Regions from separate parts of the Mus musculus genome. Here region 1 is linked to region 2. Evidence: chromatin contacts called from public Micro-C data. All regions are on one chromosome and are shown on one strand. The core of a region is the stretch at or near the end of the contact, and the rest is flanking DNA. Distances in the headings are between cores, read along the strand shown. Region 1 has its middle 6.2 kb from the start of Gm30983. Region 2 overlaps Xdh (xanthine dehydrogenase).

Region 1 (3,723 bases), core at 738-3,237, 93 kb before region 2:
GGTAGAGCATGACTTGATGACTATCATGCATAAAGCCCTGTGATGAGGGGATGTTGGACACATCTTTGTGTGTGTGTGTGCCTCTTAGTTTCTTAAAGAGAGAGTGTATTTCATTATTATTCTGTGGGAACCAACCTCTGCCCAGGAAATACAGCAACCCTTTCCACATTCAACTAAATGCTGTAGGATAAAAAGTCCCCATTCCTCCCAGAGTCTCATTTTCCTGTTGTGTGTAATTTTTAAAAAGACGCTCCTGCTTTTGCCCAAGAGCACAGCCTGGGCTCTAGCCCCTCTAGGCTTAGCTCCAGGATTGGCTGCCTTTAGCCCCACTCCTGGCTTCTCTTTTGTTCCTTCTGGCTTAGCTTTGCCATCAACAACCAGGCTTCTTTCTCTCTCTGCTCACCTTTGCTCTATAGATGAAAAACACGCAGGCAGGTTGTTTACTTCAGAATTTGCCTACTAACACAATTGCTCAGCACAGAATCTTCTTCCTTAAACTTATCAGCTAGCCTACATCAACTCACCTCCACTGACCTCCTTGGGGGAGGCCACTGGTTTTAGCTTCCCCAAGATCTTACATAACAGTTCCATGCTCCTTGTTCCAAAGCCTGGCCGAAAAAACTTTTCTCTTTTCTTGTGTCTCCTTTTCCTCCTGGGATCCGGAAGTCCCACCTGTTCCTTCCGCCCAGCAATTGGCTCCCATCTTCTTTATTGACCAAATCAAGACTCAATTAGGGAACCAGACTTTAGTATCAGCACCTCCCCCTACATTTTCCCATCTGTGGCTTTCTTTACTATATTCCATTTATGCTGGTCTCTTCACAGTTCCTCATATGTGAAGTTTTCCTTCTACCTCTGAGTCTTCTGACATGATCCTCTCCAGAATTCTTTCCCATTCCTCTTTGCTAAAACAAGTCTCAGTTTAAACATCACTCTGGCTGGAATCCAATCCAGGGCCCAGGGAGGTGCTTTGTGCTTCTATTGTTTTGTTTTTTGTTTTTTCTCAATATGGTTAAAGTTCTTGTAAGGCAAGTTATTTAATCCATACCTTTAATAACATAGACTCCAGAATAGCTAGGATCATTCCTATCTCTCCCACATTGCAAAATCACTGCACACAGTGTTTGGGGAAAGGCAAGCAAGTCTTAGAAGAATGAGTGGAGGGATCTTGTGCCATGGGAGCTCAATGGAAATCAAAGCATATGGTGGAGCTCAGTCAGTGGCTGTGAATTTGATGGGGTTCTGGGTCATGGGCAATTCTGAGCATGCCAGTGGCTGCTGAGCCTTTTTCTCTGACTGCACTGATGTCTTGATAGCTCAGCTCAACCTTCTCCAAGGAGGTTCTTGCCGTAAGCACTGAATAGGAGGCAGAGGGAGACCTTTGGCCTTCAGCCCCATTGCTATCCTGATTGGACCATGAAAAAGGATAAGAGCATAGTCTCACCTCAGGGAACACCTCAAGGTCAAATGCCTTGGCTGTACATAGCTCAGTTGGTGGTGTGTTTGCTTGCATGTAGAAAGCCATAGATTTGGGCTCTAGTACTGTACAAACTGGGCATGCATGCCCCCATGCATGTCACCATGCATATAGGTGACAAATGCCAATAGTTCTAATACTTAGGAGGTGAAGGCAAGAGAATCAAAAGTTAAAGGCTATCCTTGACTACACGACAAACTCAAGGTCAGCACAGGACAAATTTAGACACACTGTCCAAAACAAAACAAAACAAAACAAAACAAAACAAAACAAAACAAAACAAAACAAAACAGTATAGGATTCAGTTTAGCTACATTGAAAAGTCCCAGCACTAGAAGCTGTGCCTTCTCTCACCAGGCCTTTGTGTCTCTGGGGCTTCTCCTACCCCTGTCCAGCAGCCCTTTCTCTCCTTGTCTACCCACAAATGTCTATGTACCTTCCCAGACTCAGTGCAACTGCTGACCCTTCAGGGACTTTTCCAGATCCTGTCTTCTTTCTAACTGAAGCCAATGACTCAGTTCCTGTGTCTGCTCCTCTCTGAGCCTAATGTGAACTTCAGACATTGTTCCTAGCAGAACCAGTTGGGGATTTGCCTACACATGACTTAGTTGCTTTTAGAAATGCTCTCATGTGCAAAACCAGGGAAGACAAAGACAGCAGTGGTTTCTAGAGCAGGTTCTCCCTCCTGGAGAGTGAATGAGAACAAGGGAGGGAGCCCTGCCCATTGTTCCTATTCTGCGGAGGGCTAGTGCTCTCTAGGTGTTTAATCAGTGCCCTAACACACCTTATATGGTAGGGGACAGGCATGTTGCAGTGAACCCATCAGGATAGGATTTAAGTGGCAGACCCTGGAGCAGGACTACCTGGATTAGAATCTCATTGCTTTTACTTACTAATTCTGGAGCCATGGGCAAATTACTTGCTATACTTTGAATGTGGTTTGAGTGCCTCTCAAGGGTCCATTTTGATTCAAAGCTTGGTTCCTAGGGAAAGTGGCATGGAACCTTTAAGAGGTGGAGCCAAATAAGAGGCTCTTAGGTCAATTGGGGGTCCACTCTTCAAGAGGTTTGTGAGATATCAGAGCTTCTCTGAATCCCACCTGAGAGGTAACTCCTTATTTCACATTCTAAAACACCCTTTCACCAGGATGCTCTGCCATCTACTGCCCACATCAGAGGCCAACCAATCAAGTCACCCAATAGAACCTTGCATATTCAAACTCCAAAATCATAATCTCTCTGTCTCTTTCTCCCCCACCCTCCCCCCTCAACCTGTGTCAGGTATTTTGTTATAGTGACACAAAGGTGATACATTGCTTCATCTCTCTGTCCTCAGTTTACCCAAAATGGGGGATACAAGAAGTACTAGATTTATAGAGTTGCCGTGAAGACTAATAATTCTTAGTCACGTAAGTAAAAGGCTGGTATTTGTCTCTTACATCTGTTGGCTGGAGTAAGTGGTTAATTAAACCCACTTTATTGCCTTTCCACAATTAATTCTCCAGGCACTGGAGAACCAGTGTTGAACAAACCAAGCACTATTTTATTTTTATGGAGCTAACAGTCCCCAAGAAAAGCATGCAATCAAGTGATAATGGCATAGGGCACACGGTAAACTGCTCCATTTTGTTGTTGTTGTTGACATTATTGATTTTTGGTTTTTGAAAGAGCATGAATCTCCTTGGGCCTTGCAAACTCAGACAACTTGGGTGTCTCAGGGACAAAACAGAAACATTGGCTTCATACTCCCACCACAAAATCAACCACTTGCAATAGTCTCTCTCCTGTCACAGTGTGAATATTCCTGCTTCTGCCTAGGATCCCTTCTTTCAGAAACAGACCCATGTCCCTAGTCAGTTTGAATTACTGTTCCACATTTCTGGCCACGTGATCGCCACACTCTTCAAAAGGCCTGTGTCTGTTTTATTTCTCCATATTCTATTTCCCATTTTCTCCTCAGTTACCTATATCTCACACCTCCATACCAACCAGGTTTGGGGAGGGCACCAGTGACATCCGTTGTACTGGATAATTTTATGTCAACCTGACATAAGCTGTAGTCATCCGAGTGGAGGGAACCTCTATGGAGAAAATGTTTCCGTAAAACAGGGCTGTAGATAAGCCATTCGAACATCTTCATAATTAGTGATTGATATGGCAGGGCCCAGCCCATTATGGGTGGTACCACCCCTGAGCTGGTGGTCCAGGGTTCTATAAGAAAACAGCTGAGCAAGCCACATAAGCAGC
Region 2 (3,488 bases), core at 272-2,771:
ATTCAGGATTTACCAAATGTTGTGGTTGGCCTTCTCTTTCCTTAGGGGGGTGCCTTGGTCCACGTGTACACGGATGGGTCGGTGCTGCTGACACATGGAGGTACTGAGATGGGTCAAGGCCTTCACACCAAGATGGTTCAGGTGAGAAGCCTGGGGACCACATTTGGGATGTCTGGTGTCCAGAAAGATGCTGGGTGATGTGCCAGGAGAAGCATCAGGCCTGAGAAAACATCACACATGGCCGTAGAGAAGTCTTCTCCCTTCTTATTTCTGCTACTGACTAGATAATCCCCCAGGGTATGTCCATTACCAGCATCCTGGGCTCTGAGCTCCTTGTATGTATGAAAATAGCTCATTTTCCCAGCTCAGTGAGACTTCAAGGGGAGGAGGGCTAATGGTGCTGGATTGATATCAGAACATCTGCTTGGCTCTTGAGGTTTATCCAGACTTAAAAAGAAATTCCAGTGTTTTTAAAACGGGCTTATAGATGTCTTAGCCAACCAGACCCCACAAAAAGTGCTCCTTCAAACCCAGCCAGGTTTGACATTCCAGAATCAACAGACTAGAGAGCTTACCAGACTGGGAAGAGGACAGCCAAGTTCCATGATAACCTCTGTCCTAGAGAGTGACATCTCCTTTGTTGCAGGTGGCCAGCAGAGCTCTGAAAATCCCCACTTCCAAGATCCATATAACGGAGACAAGCACTAACACTGTCCCTAACACCTCTCCCACGGCTGCCTCTGCCAGCGCTGACCTCAATGGCCAGGCCATTTATGTAAGTGAGGAGTCTAGCGGAAACCTGAGCCGCTGGGGATGGGCTCTGGGTTTGGGGTGAGGTGTCTCAAGAGGTCTCCTTGATGGTCTGTAATAGAATATTGGCAATGGTCATGACTTCATTCTGCTATTCAGGAGGATGGTCTGGTCCATATGGCCAGCTAATAGAGAGACTCCAGCCTAATCATGTCTATCAAAGCCAGGAATGTTGGATCCAGAGAAGGAGGGGATTAGAATGAAGGCAGTGGATTCTGAGAAGGAATACTACCCTGGGCTGGAACTAGCTAGTTTTAATCCAAGATAGTGGATTAAAATTGATATTTGACTATGGGGTCAGCAGGATCCCAGATACTTGCTTCTTTCTCACATGAGAGATATATCCTCAAACAAGGAGCAGACTAGGAGAGGTACCTCCTGGGAGGGGGGGTGTCCATCAGAAGTTCCCTCTCTGTCAGCCTAGGCATGGTGTCAGGAGGGCTCTCTAAACAAGAGCTAATGGTGGCCTACTGTGCAGACCATTGAGCGGTGTAAGTGGCTTGGGTGTCACCTGGTACAGAGGGCAGAGCACTGATGTGTCTGGTGTCTGGTGGGGTTCCTCCAGGAAGCCTGTCAGACCATACTGAAAAGACTGGAGCCCTTCAAGAAAAAGAATCCCTCAGGCTCCTGGGAGAGCTGGGTAAGTCTGAGCTGGTCTAAGCTGCTTTTTTACAAAGGAAAAGTACATCAGTGACACAGGGCTTTTGTCCCTACCTAACACATGTAGGAGATGATGGCCTAGTCACCTACTTGGAGACAATGAGCTCTGTCTGAGTCACAGGGTAAGAACAAGTTCATTCTTGTGGAGATTAGAGCTCTGGCCTCCCCAAGCCTGGAAGGATGGATTGTTTGTCTTAAGCACCTCCACATGATGGCTTCGCTCACTCAGGTGTGGATCTATACATATATCATCAGGCCCAGTGAGGTGTGTCTTCTTAAAACTCCATGTCTCTGAGGGCTTCCCTGGCAGCCCTCTTACCCAACTTTCAAGTCTGGGGCAACTGAAAATGTCATCCATGAGAGATCTAGATGTCCCAATAGATGCTAGGAGTGATAAAACAGAGAATCTCAATAAGAACGAGCCTAGTTGTCTGAATTCTTTCTAGACTAGATGTGTCTGTATACAAAGAATTTTTAGAGATATTGCACGCCTGTAATCATATGTAGAGACAGAGAGTTCATGAACTAGAGGCTAGCCTGAGATATGCAGAAAGACACTGTCTCAAGAAGTCAAGGGATGGGCATATGCAAGGTCCTAGGTTCAACTTCTAGCAGTGCAAAACACACACACACACACACACACACACACACACACACACACACACACACACACACTGGAGGGACCAAGGAGAGGGACCAAAATGGGACTGTACATGAACTAAATGGTAGTACAACCCATCTCACCAGATTCAGAGAAAACAAGCTTCCATGTCATGTCTACTCTTTTTCCACTCCCTGTCTGATCTTAACTTCCCTTTCCATTCACGTCATTAAGTACCATATGCATTTAATTTAATTCTGGTGGCTTGTGCATAGGTTTGTCAGGCAATTGGAGCATTCTTCACAACAGCCTTGTTGATAATTTTCTTTCACTCAACTTGAGCTTCGTCCAGTGTTACCAGCTATGTAGTCCAGGATTCGTTATGAGCAGGTGACACAGGCTAGTCATCCACAGTCACTAATATAGATATTATATTGTACGTTATTGTACGCCTAGTATAGATGCTAGGTCGAAAACTGTTTTCTCTAAGCCTTTAGTTTCCTCATCTGCAATACGGGAATAACGATGTCTTAGTAGTGGGCTGGGTCTACCACAAATGTCCCTTCCTGATGCCCCTTGTCTTCCTCAGGTCATGGATGCCTACACTAGTGCAGTGAGCTTGTCTGCTACTGGATTTTATAAGTGAGTATGATCCTCATCCTGCCCACTCTCACATGCTGACAGCCCTGAATGCTGGTTGGCCCAGGGCCAGACAAAATCAGCAACCCTAAAACCTTTATCATGTCAGTGGGACTCACGCTGACTTCATTCAGTCTAAAGATGCTTCGTTATGTACAATTACCAACTAAGTATGAGGGGACAAACACGGGAACTGCTGTGTTAGAAGACTCCAGTTCCAGACCTTTGAGTATGCTGTTTCCTAGAAGAAGGGCGAATCTGTGCCGCATTCTATAGGACATGGCACTGAGCTGCACCACGACATGTGTCTGGGCAACCTGCATGTTTCCTTGGGCAGAACACTGGGTTTCTTCATAGTGACTTTCCCTCAGGAGAACAGGAGGATTTAGAGTCTGTGGTCTCTTTACAACATACAGAGTATGGTGGAACTTTGTTAGTGCAGTGAGCCATAGGAGGGAACATACGTATTTGATAGTCTTAAAATTGTATCACTGTGTGATTAGCTAGAGACTCCCCCCATTCCCATTTGGAGTTATAAAAAGATACGATTATAGTTACTGTCCGATTGCTATAATAAATGCCCTGATGAGAACGATGTATGGGAGAAAGGGTTTAGCTCATAAGTCTAAGTTATGGTCCTGCATTAGCAGGAGCCTTAGCGACTGGGTCACAGCACATCCACCATCAGGAGCAGAGAAGAAGCATGCTGGCTTGCTTACACTCAGCTCGCCTCCTTCCCTTTCATACGGTCCAGCGCCCAGCCCATGACATGATGATG

What was found. A called contact is a pair of places that touch in the nucleus more often than the background predicts.
Region 1: a contact with region 2 is called in a Micro-C map of trophoblast stem cells, with 3 times the contacts expected there. The contact joins two enhancer-like sites. A contact is called at or near these places in 3 of 15 datasets of contacts at CTCF or cohesin (the NIH/3T3 cell line and large pre-B cells), 11 of 484 Hi-C or Micro-C datasets (the G1E-ER4 cell line, the P5424 cell line, Sertoli cells and 8 more) and 3 of 9 other capture datasets (adipose tissue, liver and pancreatic islet).

Annotation. Positions count from the first base shown.
Region 1 is chr17:73,988,350-73,992,072 of GRCm38.p6, reverse strand. No RefSeq gene overlaps it. Among named protein-coding and RNA genes, the nearest start is that of Gm30983, 6.2 kb to the right of the region's middle. Within about 2 kb of position 1,987, at least 12 of the 459 cell types and tissues checked have an H3K27ac peak or open chromatin away from gene starts, as enhancers often do. A contact at or near this core is called in trophoblast stem cells, where this site is marked.
Region 2 is chr17:73,894,969-73,898,456 of GRCm38.p6, reverse strand. It overlaps Xdh (xanthine dehydrogenase), which reads left to right. Exons shown (of 36, transcript NM_011723.3): 28 at 46-141; 29 at 647-775; 30 at 1,376-1,450; 31 at 2,661-2,713. Among named protein-coding and RNA genes, the nearest start is that of Xdh, 53 kb to the left of the region's middle. Within about 2 kb of position 1,521, at least 7 of the 459 cell types and tissues checked have an H3K27ac peak or open chromatin away from gene starts, as enhancers often do. A contact at or near this core is called in trophoblast stem cells, where this site is marked.